Regions from separate parts of the Ovis aries genome. Here region 1 is linked to region 2. The links are chromatin contacts, called in public Hi-C maps. All regions are on one chromosome and are shown on one strand. Each heading gives the region's core, a stretch centred on a gene start, on an enhancer-like site or on the middle of the called end of the contact. The rest is flanking DNA. Distances are from core to core; before and after follow the strand shown. Region 1 overlaps TBCE (tubulin folding cofactor E). Region 2 has its middle 10 kb from the start of TRNAR-CCU.

What was found. A called contact is a pair of places that touch in the nucleus more often than the background predicts.
Region 1: a Hi-C map of hypothalamus shows a contact between it and region 2, with 4 times the contacts expected there. The contact joins two enhancer-like sites. A contact is called at or near these places in 5 of 16 Hi-C or Micro-C datasets (hypothalamus, liver, mesenteric adipose tissue and 2 more).

Annotation. Positions count from the first base shown.
Region 1 is chr25:7,540,751-7,546,443 of ARS-UI_Ramb_v3.0, forward strand. TBCE (tubulin folding cofactor E) reads left to right here. Exons shown (of 17, transcript XM_060406733.1): 6 at 674-762. Among named protein-coding and RNA genes, the nearest start is that of B3GALNT2, 76 kb to the right of the region's middle. Within about 2 kb of position 3,536, at least 5 of the 54 cell types and tissues checked have an H3K27ac peak or open chromatin away from gene starts, as enhancers often do. A contact at or near this core is called in hypothalamus, where this site is marked.
Region 2 is chr25:7,223,672-7,229,112 of ARS-UI_Ramb_v3.0, forward strand. No RefSeq gene overlaps it. Among named protein-coding and RNA genes, the nearest start is that of TRNAR-CCU, 10 kb to the left of the region's middle. Within about 2 kb of position 3,245, at least 5 of the 54 cell types and tissues checked have an H3K27ac peak or open chromatin away from gene starts, as enhancers often do. A contact at or near this core is called in hypothalamus, where this site is marked.

The DNA of each region.
Region 1 (5,693 bases), core at 2,286-4,785, 320 kb after region 2:
CTGGACAGGGTATTGTTGAGGGAGAAAGTTAGTCACAGGAAAATGAAAGTGAAGTTGCTCAGTCGTGTCCAACTCTTCGCAACCCCATGGACTGTAGCCCACCAGGCTCCTCCGTCCATGAGATCTTCCAGCCAAGAATACTGGGATGGGCTGCCATTGCCTTCTCCAGGGGATCTTCCTGACCCAGGGACCGAACCCGGGTCTCTGGCACTGCAGGCAGACGTTTTACTGTCTGAGCCACTAGGGAAGCTGTACGGTACCGTTTATGTCAAATTTTATAATATTCAAAACTGCAATAACTGTTTAGGGACATGGAAATATAGTAAAACTGTTAGGAGAGTAAAATAATAAACTATAAAAAAAATAGTAAAACTATTAAGAAATGCTTACGATTAAGCCAACACTGACCCCAGTGCCCTGGTGCCCTATGGGGAGTGGAGGGCAAGAGGAAAGGGCAATGGAAAGGGGCTCGAGAGGATTTTAGTGTTGTGTATAATGCTTGTAATACTTTCTTTTTTTTTTTTTCGGTAAGGCTTTATTTCTTACGTTGGGCAGTGGATACTGTTATTTCTGGTGCCTTTTTATGTGTCTAAAACGCTTTTTAATTTTTTAAAGGGCCGATGGATAGCGTACATGTTTATGTCTGCATGTGAACTCTGTGTTTTTCATACAGTCAGCTGAGCAAGTTGCAAGACGTTTCTTTGAGGAACTGCGCAGTAAATGGTGCTGGTGATCAAGGAGGAATTGCCAAGGCTTGTCCCAGTATCCTTTCCAGTGAGAACTCGTCACTGGGGTCGGGCTGGATTGGACACTTGAGCCAGACACCCTGGTTCCCTACCCAATGTCCGTTCTCCTAACGGGGACTCGGTTCCACCTGAGGTTGTTGCCACTCGGGGAAATTGCCTTCCTAGACCATTTGCTTTCAAGTGGGGTGTGTGACTCACCCGGACCAGAGAGAGGTAAAATGGGAGTGTCTGGACAGGGTTTCTTCCAGGGGGACAGACATGGCTGGACCAGCTTCTGTCCGTTGCCCACCACCCTGCCCCCCGCCTCTTTGAGCACAGACAGAGGGTCCAGGGCTCGGCAGCAGGCTGTGGGGCGAGAGCCGGCAGGGAAGGCGCGGAGAGGGACTGGCGCCCTGGGAGGGCCCCGGGGCCACTGCAGCAGCCCTGACGGCCTTCTTGAGAGGGAGGGAAGTAAATCCTTTCCTTCATTAAGGTTCCTGCTCATGCAGCAATGCGGTTTGAGATCATACCTCAAAAACAAGCTTTTCCAAATTTGTCATCTGTCTCTCGTAAGTGTGTTCTTTGTTTTTCTCCCTGTTTCTCTTATGCCCACACCTGAAAATAGAGGAGGTCAGTCTAAAAGAAAAATCATTAAACTTGCCCCACTTTGTAGTCTGGTAGGGTGTAGTCTGGTTCAAGGGCTCCTTGGATCTGCTACAGTCCTAACAAGCCCCAAATAAATGCATCTTTTGGCGTTCAAAACAAAAAGTGGCAAGTCAAATAGACTTTCTCTAACTTTAAAAGGTCTTCTCTCAATTCCTTAAGCCTGCCTCATCTCTGCATAATAGTTTATGCAAAAGACAGCAGCTCATAGGTCTCTCAACTGAGGAGATGGCTGATGAAGAACTTTCTTTTAGCAAAATATTTCTAACCACTCTGACGCTACCTACCTTGTGATAGGAACTGAAGCATAGCTCCCCAAGCCAGTGTTTCAGAGGTGCAGTCCCTTGGCGCTGGGGGCCTGCTGGGACTTGGGACCACTGGTCCTTTCTGCCCGTGAGTAGCGCCCCCACCCCACCTTTGCCCCAGATGCGGTCATTCCCTCTGCAGGTTAGGCCACAGAGTCCGGGCACTGAGGTGGGTGTGAACAGAGTCCGGGCACTGAGGTGGGTGTGAACAGAGTCCGGGCATTGAGGTGGGTGTGGAATGGAGCTAGGTAAGGAGCAAAGTGCCACGGAAGTGCGTGGCGCATTCTATATCTGCCTGGCCTCCTCCTAAATGGTTTCGGAAGACTGGGATTGGATGGTTCAAGGCTCATTTTCAGCACACAGAAAAGTTCTGGTCAGCAGAGGGGTTTGGGTGTGCAGATCGGCTGATTGGAGTTGTCAGCAGTGTGCTGGGCAGTCAGCATCTTGCTTGTTTATACCACTTTCTCCTGGGCAAGAATGTCCCCCAAGACATGAGGCAATGAGGTTTGCTGAGATAATCAAGTCATGGCCTATATTTGCAGACCCAGTGATGAATGCCTTGCACTCGCTGATTGAATTCTCGCCCGAAGTTGAAGGATTGCCTGGTGTGTTTAATCCAGTCATCGTTTCTAGACTGATCCTTCTCTCAGATCCTTCACTGAGCCAGGGCTGACGGTGGTGGATCGGAGAGCTTGGCTGGGAAGAGGTGTCTCTGAACTTGGGGATCCCACAGGAGCGAGAGTGACAGAGCTCCCAGGACTGTGTGTGCTCAAGTGTGTGTGTGTGTGCCCTCGTGTGTGTGTGTGCCCTCAAGAGTGTGTGTGTGTGTGTGTGTGTGCCCTCGAGTGTGTGTGTGTGTATGTGTGCCCTCGAGTGTGTGTGTGTGTGTGCGTGTGTGCGCGCACGCATACGTGCATGTATGGGTGTGGGGCCACTATATCAAGCTGAAGTCTGAATACAGGTGATCCCTGTGCTTTGTTGGAGAAGGAAGTGGCAACCCACTCCAGTACTCTTGCTTGGAAAATCCCATGGACGGAGGAGCCTGGTAGGCTGCAGTCCATGGAGTTGCTAGAGTCGGACACGACTGAGCAACTTCACTTTCACGCATTGGAGAAGGAAATGGCAACCTACTCCAGCGTTCTTGCCTGGAGAATCCCAGGGACAGGGGAGCCTGGTGGGCTGCTGTCTGTGGGGTCGCAAGGAGTTGGACATGACTGAGCGACTTCTATGGGGTCGCACAGAGAGGGACACAACTGAAGCGACTTAGCAGCAGCAGCAGCTGTGCTCTGTACAGGCTAGTAGAAATATGTATAATTCTAGCTACACGGTGGAAAGCACAAGCGAGTGGAGAATGACTGGACATGAACCCTTTCCAAGCAGCCTGATGGCCCGGAGTTAGCAGGACTGATGAGAACGAAGGGCAGTGGGGGTTTGACCGCTGGTCACAAAAAGGCGCCCAGGCCAACCGCTGCACGCGGGTCCGCGTCTAGGGCGGAGCAGCGGCGGGGACATGGCAGCGTGAGGGGCTGCAGTTCAGGGGCAGGAGGAAGGGCCCGTGCAGGGTCAGCCCCACTGCCCCTGTGGTGGCTTCGAGACCCCCAGAGCGAGTGGGTGGCCAAGTGGCTGGGGGAGGAGCCGGGGGGACTGGGGATGCTCTGTGTCTGGGTGGTGTCTAGCTGGCCCACACTTGTGGCCCTTTCTTCTTCCATGTGGATGGACACCTTCAGGTGGCCGCTGTTCTCCTAGTGGCAGAGGCCCAGCTTTTCTCTGCTGCTTTCTCCACTGACTTCCACTCTGCTGGCAGCAAGCCCTGGAGCGTGAACAAGCACCGTTCTGTGCTGTGTCTTACCATCAGGGCATAAGAATCCTGCCCCCAGAGTTCTGAGTGTTATTTCCAAGCCCTCCTGCACTCTGTTCTTTCAGAGCTCCTTAGGTCAGGAACTGGCAAGCTGTCCCCTAACGAGCCAAGGAATAAGTACCTTAGGCCTGTGGCCAACCAGCAAACTGGGATATTGTGTGGATGCTTCCATAACCGCCTCAAATGTAACCATTTAAAACCGTGAACACCGTCCTTAGCTCTCTGGCTTCAGTAGGCCCACAGCGGCTGGAGCAGGGTACAGGCTCTGATTTGCTGTCCGGCTGGGTTCATCCCCTTCTGGGCCTTTCCTCCGCCTGCCTTCCCCTCTTCCTGCCTCCTTGTGGAGCTTCCTCATTGGCAAGTCTTTCCTCTCCAACCAGCCCTGTTGATGGACGCCACTATTTGTATTAAGAGTGACTTTCTCCATCTTTCATGGGCAATGATGCCTTGTTGCATTGGGGGCTGTAAGAAAATGGGTTTGGGGCTGAGGCTGATCGGGATCTAAGTTCACAGCCGTTGGCCCGCCCCAGGCAGCACGGCTACTGACTGCTCGGTTTTTCCTTCAGTGAAAAAGCAAGATGCTGTCTGCACCCAGTGGACCACCTGGGCCGCGGACCGTCGTTCTTTGGTTCTGGTTCTCTTTCCCTCTGTTGCTGACCCCCCTCAGTCTCTGGCAGACTGAGGTGCCAGAGGTCAGCACGCCCCAGGCTCAGACCTTAGACCCTCGGCCTCTCCTGATGAGGCCAGTCCAGCGTGGCTACCAGGCTCCTGCACTCCGGCCTCTGTCCCAGTCCTGTCTGTCCGCTGTGTGCTGCCTCTGCTGGGGTGTCTGCAGTCATCTCGCATTGAACGTGTCCCCTCAAACCTGCTCCTCTGTAGTCTTTCTCCATAAAGGGCAGTTCCAGTGACACCTGCTCCTCTGTAGTCTTTCTCCATAAAGGGCAGTTCCAGTGACACCAGCCCAAACCGTCAGGGTTAATTTAACTCTTCCTTTTTTCTCAAGTCTCATCTGAATCCATTGACAAGTCCCGTCAGCCTCTTCCCTCTGCTGCCCCTCTGGTTCGGGAGCCTCCCACCTCCCCTTTCTGCTCTGTCTTCGTTTCCTTGCAGTGTGTCCCTTAGCAGTGCAGTAGAATGGCCTTTTAAAAGACCTGGGTCAGCCCACGTCAGCAGCTCCCCTTGCAGGCAGAGACTAACAGAGACTTAGCCCTGTGTGGTCTGACCTGGGCTTTGGGGCCTCCCTTCCAGTGCCTCCACCCTGTGTTCGCAGGCAGACATGAGCTTGCTGTCCCCCACCACAGGCCAAACCCATTCCAGCTTCAGGGAGTTTGCTCCTGTCGTCCCCTCTGCCCCGACGTGCTTCTCCAGGGTGGCATTCCCTCAATTCCTTCAGCTTTGCCCACAGGTCACCTTCTCGGTCAGGTGGCCTTCGTGAGCACTGGGTATAAATCCCCTATGCCTCCTTTGCTGCAGGCCCAGCTCTGTTACTCTGAGGCATGTCTGTACCTGGCACACCAGAGATGCACGTGCTTTTGATGGGTGTGTTCACTGCTAGACACTTGGTCTCCAGTCGTTATTTGCAGGACAGAGGAACAGTTTCCATACATACTGGAGTAGTATGTACAATCCTCTTTGAGCTGGTCCAGCCCTTCAGGCTTTCCTCTGCCTCTTGATGGCACACACTGCCACCATCCCGTGTGCCCTCCGGGGCCCTCCTTTGTCCTGGGTTACCCACTCTGGATTCCTGTACCAGGGATGGTGGGTATCACACCAACCCCATCCAGTCTATAGGAGACCCTCAGAATTCCAGGTCATTCTTAGCCCTTTTGAACATGTCTCCAAAGTAACTGCTATTGACCCCCTGGAGGCACCTCTCCTTATTTGGGGGTTCCTAGGGTGCAGAGTTCAGCAGTACCCCCTGGGAGGAGACTTGAGTGCTTGACATAAGGCTGCAGGGGCCTCACAGTACCAAAGGCAGTATATGTGGGTACACCTTGGGTGCTGGACAGATGAATTACCATCTCTGTTGGGTCTTTTCCTTTTTTGTTACTTTGATGGGGGAATAATGCTGGAATGGATCATTGTTAACGACATTTGGTTCCCACTCACTCGACTGCGTCTGCCTCAAGCATGCAGTATGTG
Region 2 (5,441 bases), core at 1,995-4,494:
TAACTGATTGACCTGAAACTAACACAACACTGTAAATCAACCATACTCCAATATAAAATAAAAATTAAATTTAAAAAAATAAGGGGGAGTTCCCTGGTGGCCCAAGGCTAAGACTCCACGCTCCCAGTACAGGGTTCTGGGTTCAACCCCTGATCGAGGGACTAGATCCCACATGCCACAACCAAGACCCAGCACAACCAGATAAGTGCATACATACACCCATAAAATAAATAAATTTTAAACTTTTTAAAAAATTGTTGGATTAAAAAAGTAAGAAAAAATTTAAAAACAGAGCTGACAGGGTATATAATATGGAGAAATCATCATTTTCAGTGCTGTGTTTTTGTTCAGTCACTAACTCATGTCCTACTCTTTGCAGCCCCACAGACTGCAGTACACCAGGCTGCCCTGTCCTTCACCGTCTCCCAGAGTTTGCTCAAATTCATTTCCATTGAGTCAGTGATGTCATGCAAAACCGTTCCATTCTCTGTTGCTCTCTTCTTCTGCCTTCAATCTTTCCCAGCATCAGGGTCTTCCCCAAAGTGTCGGCTCTTCAAATCAGGTGGCCAAAGTATTGGAGTTTCAGCTTCAGCATCAGTGAAGCTGATATTATTCTGAATATTATATATATATATATATATATATATATATATCTCCAGTGAATATTCAGGGCTGATTTTTTTCAAGATTGACTGGTTCGATCTCCTTGCTGTCCAAGGGACTCTCAAGAGTCTTCTCCAGCACCACAGTTCGAAAGAATCAATTCTTCAGTGCTCAGTCATTTTTATGGTCCAACCCTCATATCCGTACATGACTACTGGAAAAACCATAGCTTTGACTATAACTTTAAGTCAGTATTTCCTAAATTAGGTCTTCTTACGCTACAGAAGACCTGTGCCTTCCTCCACAACAGATCAAAAACTCACGTAACATCAATTTGTAAAAAGGCTTTCAAGGAGCACGTGTATTTGTCAGACTCTGGGTCACAACCTAATGGTGGACCCTAAAACCCACTGAGTCTATAGGAATGAGCATTTTATGTATTTTTAAAATTAGAACGTGTCACATGCAATAAGGCGAAGTACTGTTATGGAAAACCTGATTTCAGCGCAGGGTGGTGATGCCAAGTGCACCTCTCACTGTGGGTTGGGGGTGGAGGATGGGGCAGGTGGCCAGAGGGATTGGCAGGCTTGAAAGCCCTGCTCCCTTTGGTCTAGCTGATGCTTGGCCTGGATGACTGAAGCTGTCCAGTAGCCATGATTCAGCCCTCTGACTTTATCTGTGGAACTTACAGCCAGACAGCAGTCTGTGGGAGATGCTATGGACAGGCCATAGCAGAGAATCTAGTTGATAAGTGATGTTTTGGTTCACGTGATACAAAACAACACTTTACCTAATTTTATTCTTCAGAAGGGTGATGGAACCTCGGTTTTGTTTGGGGCTCTGTACAGGGCAGACCCTTACTACTCAAGACCTAGCACTGGGAGCGGGGCCTCACTTGAGAACTTATTAAAAAGACTTCCAAGCCCCATTCCAACTTAATGAATAAGAATCTGCATTTTAACAAGGGTCTGGAGATTTGTGCATACGTCTATTTTTTTTTTTTTTTTTTTAACTTTTGGCCTTGCCAAGAGGCACGTGGGATCTTAGTTCCCTGACCAGGGATGGAACCCAATCCCTGTGTTGAAAGCACAGAGTCTGAACCCCCAGACTGCTAGGGAAGCCCCCCGTGCATGCATTTAAAGTTTGAGGAGCTCTAATTTGGAAATACTGGTCCCCTTTAACTGACACTCGGCTTTGGTAGAATTTTCACTGGTCCACGTAAAAATGTCAGTGTGAAATTTGTCCTTTGTTGGCAAAAACTGGGTTTCACTCTGATTTTGTTCCCTTCCTACTACGTTTTAGGCGTCAAAAGTGCTTTAGGAAATGAAGGTGATTGTGATGGTGGATGTAGTTCTATTTTGTTTCATGTGTTTAGCAGACAAAAATAACACTTGGGTAACGAGGCCTGCCTTTTTGTCACCATTTTTCCTACCCCGTGAACCCAAGGTGGCACTAGTGGTAAAGAATCTGCCTGCCAATGCAGGAGACGTGAGAGATACTGGTTCGATCCCTGGGTAGGGAAGATCCCCTGGAGTAGGAAATGGCACCCCACCCCAGTATTCGTGCCTGGGAAATCCCAAGAACAGAGGAGCTTGGCGGGCTACATTTCATGGGGTCACAAAGAGCCAGACAAGACTGAGTAAGCACAGCACAAGAACCATCAGGGGCTTCTCAGGCGCTAGTGGCAAAGAACCCACCTGCCAATGCAGGAGGTACAAGAGATGCAGGGGATATAAGAGATGAAGCTTTGAGTCCTGGGTCGAGAAGATCCCCTGGAGGAGGGCACAGCAGTCCACTCCAGTACTCTTGCCTGGAGAGTCCCACAGACAGAGAGTCTGGCGGGCTTCAGTCCATGGGGTCGCTAGAGTCGAACTCTACTTGGCAACTAAAGCACCACCACCAAGAACCGTCAGAGATGGCGCCACGTGGCCCGAGACCCAGCGCGGCCAGCTTTGCTCTCTCTGACAGCCTCTGCTGAAATATGGAGGGCCTGTTAGGAGCAGGAGCCAGGGAGAAGGTGACGGAATCACCCCTGGGTAATAGGAGCAACTTTCCTGAAAAAGTGGAACATTAAGATTCTAGGATCCTCAAGAAAAACAAAAGGAGGGACTGGCCTGGTGAGAAGGAAAGAAGCCCGAAAGGCAAGCAGAGCCTGCAGAAGGCGGGAGCGGCCACAACCCCAGGGCGGAAGCCCACCTCCCAGCAAGGACTGAGCTCCCTGCATCCAGACAAGGCAGGCAGGCCCGCCCTTCCCCCACCCCCCGCCCCAGTCCTGGGATTCTCAGCATTCCAGAGCCCACCAAATAACAATGGCAGTGTTTGTGGCATCTCAGATCAAGCTTGGAAACTTTTAAATGTCAAAATGAATGATGTGAAAGACTTGTGGGAGCAGCGAAGAGGGAAAGCTGAGCTGAGAAAGGAGAGGCCAGGGGGGCCAGAGGGGCCACTGGTTAACACGTCTGCAGGGCTCCAGCGCCTTTTAATAAAAGGGATACTCAGAAGCAGAGAAACATCTTGAGCTGTCACGAGAGCCAGTGATATGGCAAAAACGAGAAGATTTATGCAGTCCCGGCGGGGATAGCCGGGCGCATGTCACTGACTCACAGAAGATCTACTGTCTGGGCCTGGGGACGGGCAGGAGCTGCTGATCGGCACCCAGGACCTGACAGAGCAAGGAGCCCCATCGCCGCAGCTGACCCAGACCTGGGGTCCCGATCTGAGGACACCCAGCCTTGCTCAGAGCAGGGGGCCCCATGACTGTAGTTCCCCACGTGGAAGGCCAGCTTTGTCACTCGATTCCACCACCCACATCGGCCCCTCCAGAGAACAAGGGCCGCTCTGGCCTCTCAGAGCCCTTCATCCCCTGGGTGGAGGTGCCCTGTGGACCACAGCGGGGAGGCCAGGGCTCCAGCCCCACTGTGCCTGCCTCCCTGGCCAGAGAACTAGATTCCGCATGCCTCAACTAAGACCAAGAGCAGCCAGATAAATATTAGCTATGAAAAAGCAGCAGCAGAAGCAGCCGCAGCAGAGCAGGCCCTCTGGAGCAAAGCCACCGAGACCGGGGACCCCCGCTCCTGGCTCTCCGGAAGTCATGGGTCCCCATCGAGGAGAAGCAATGTGGCAAACGAATCGTCCAATGCACGTGGCCTGGGGATGGGTTTCCAAGGAAAAGGGGCTGAACACTCTTTCAGAATACAAGCTGGGCTCAGTTCAGTTGGCTGCCCTGAGGGAGGTCCCCGGCTGGTCTCTCCACGGCCCAGACCCACATGCGGCCAAGTCCAGATCATCTCCAGACCTCTGGCTCTCCCAAAGTCAGGTTTCCCAGTGAATTCACTGAAAAGTCATCTTAGCATAGAACATGAGGAGATGAGGATGCAGTTTACTCTACAGGGTCTGGTACCTAGCACTCACCAGTGGCTGGCAGGCTGGCAGCCCTCAGCTGCCTGCGAGAGACGGGTCCATCCCCTGAACAAGCCTGAGCGCAGGGGTGCCACCTGGGTCCCCCCAGACCACAGGTCAACAGATGACAGCATCTTCCTGCTGGGAGGCTCAGCGTCTGGCACAGTCAGTCTGAGTAGGGAATGGATGGGCGAGCCAGGCACAGGCCCCTCGTTAGGCCTGAGACAATGGAAGAGGTGGGCAAGCTACCCTGCCCTGGGGCGGAGAGTGGATCTCCGAAGAGGGGAGCATAGGCTCGGGAGCCCCACCTCCCTCACCCCCATGACCCCCTCTGCTGGGGGACCAGCCTGTGATGCCTGAATTTATCTGGGGCTCTCCAGCAGCAGGTAGACAAATGAGATGAGCCCGGGACCAGGTGAGCCTCGGCCTGCTGCTCATACAAACCTGGCCTCAGAGGACAAGCCCCACACTGTGTACCAGCTGCCACATCTGTAAAATGAGGACAAGAGCACCCAGCAAGTGCCCAGGACGTCGGAGACAACATCACCATAGGGAAAGCACGCCTCACAGCTGCCTGCATACAACAGGTGCTCAGTAAGTGTTCACCACTGCACTGCCTGGTGGTCCAGTGGTTAAGAATCTGCCTACCGAGGCGGGAGACACAAGTTCCATTTCTGGGGACGATCCCACCTGCCGTGGAACAACTAAGCCCGTGCGCTCAGCTACTGAACGTCCGCTCCGGAACCCAGGACCTGCAACCACGGAAGCCCAAGGGCCTGGGCTCCACAGCCAGAGACGCCCCCGCAGGGGGCAGCGAGAATCTCAACAAAGAGGAGCCCCTCTCGCCGCAACTAGAGAAAGCCCTCTAAGCGATGAAGACCCAGGGCACCCAAAAATAAAATTTAATTAATGAATTACTAGCAGCTAAAGATGCTTTCTCCAGTGAAGCGATGCCGACATGTCTTGCTTGAAAGAGCACCCCTGGAGCCTCAGGGACACTCAGTCAGCACCTATGAGTTCACCACAGGAGGTGGGGGGCTGTGTGAGGGAGAGGGGGTGACCTCGGGCGGTCTGAGGAGGGGGTGGAGGCAGGGACCCTGCCAGGGAGCAGAGAGCACAGGAGGCTTCCTCTGGCCCCCTCGCCATCCATCCTGCCCAGAGCGGATGAGGAGGGGGGCAGGGGTCGCCCACCTCGGGTCCAGCCCCCACCCACCCCACGTCCTGGTTCCTCAGGAACATCCCCCCACTTCCCGAGAGCTCCCCCTTATTGTGGGCACTCAGGAGTGCAGGGCCCGATCTTTACAGGAGCACTGCCCCACGCTGGCAGATGCAGGGAAGTCAGCCCAGCGCCTGGAGGATAGCCCTACGTGTCCTCTCTTTACAGGACATCAAGTCCAAGCAGGGCGGAGGCCAGGCCTGCGGGGAGCAGGAGTCACGCG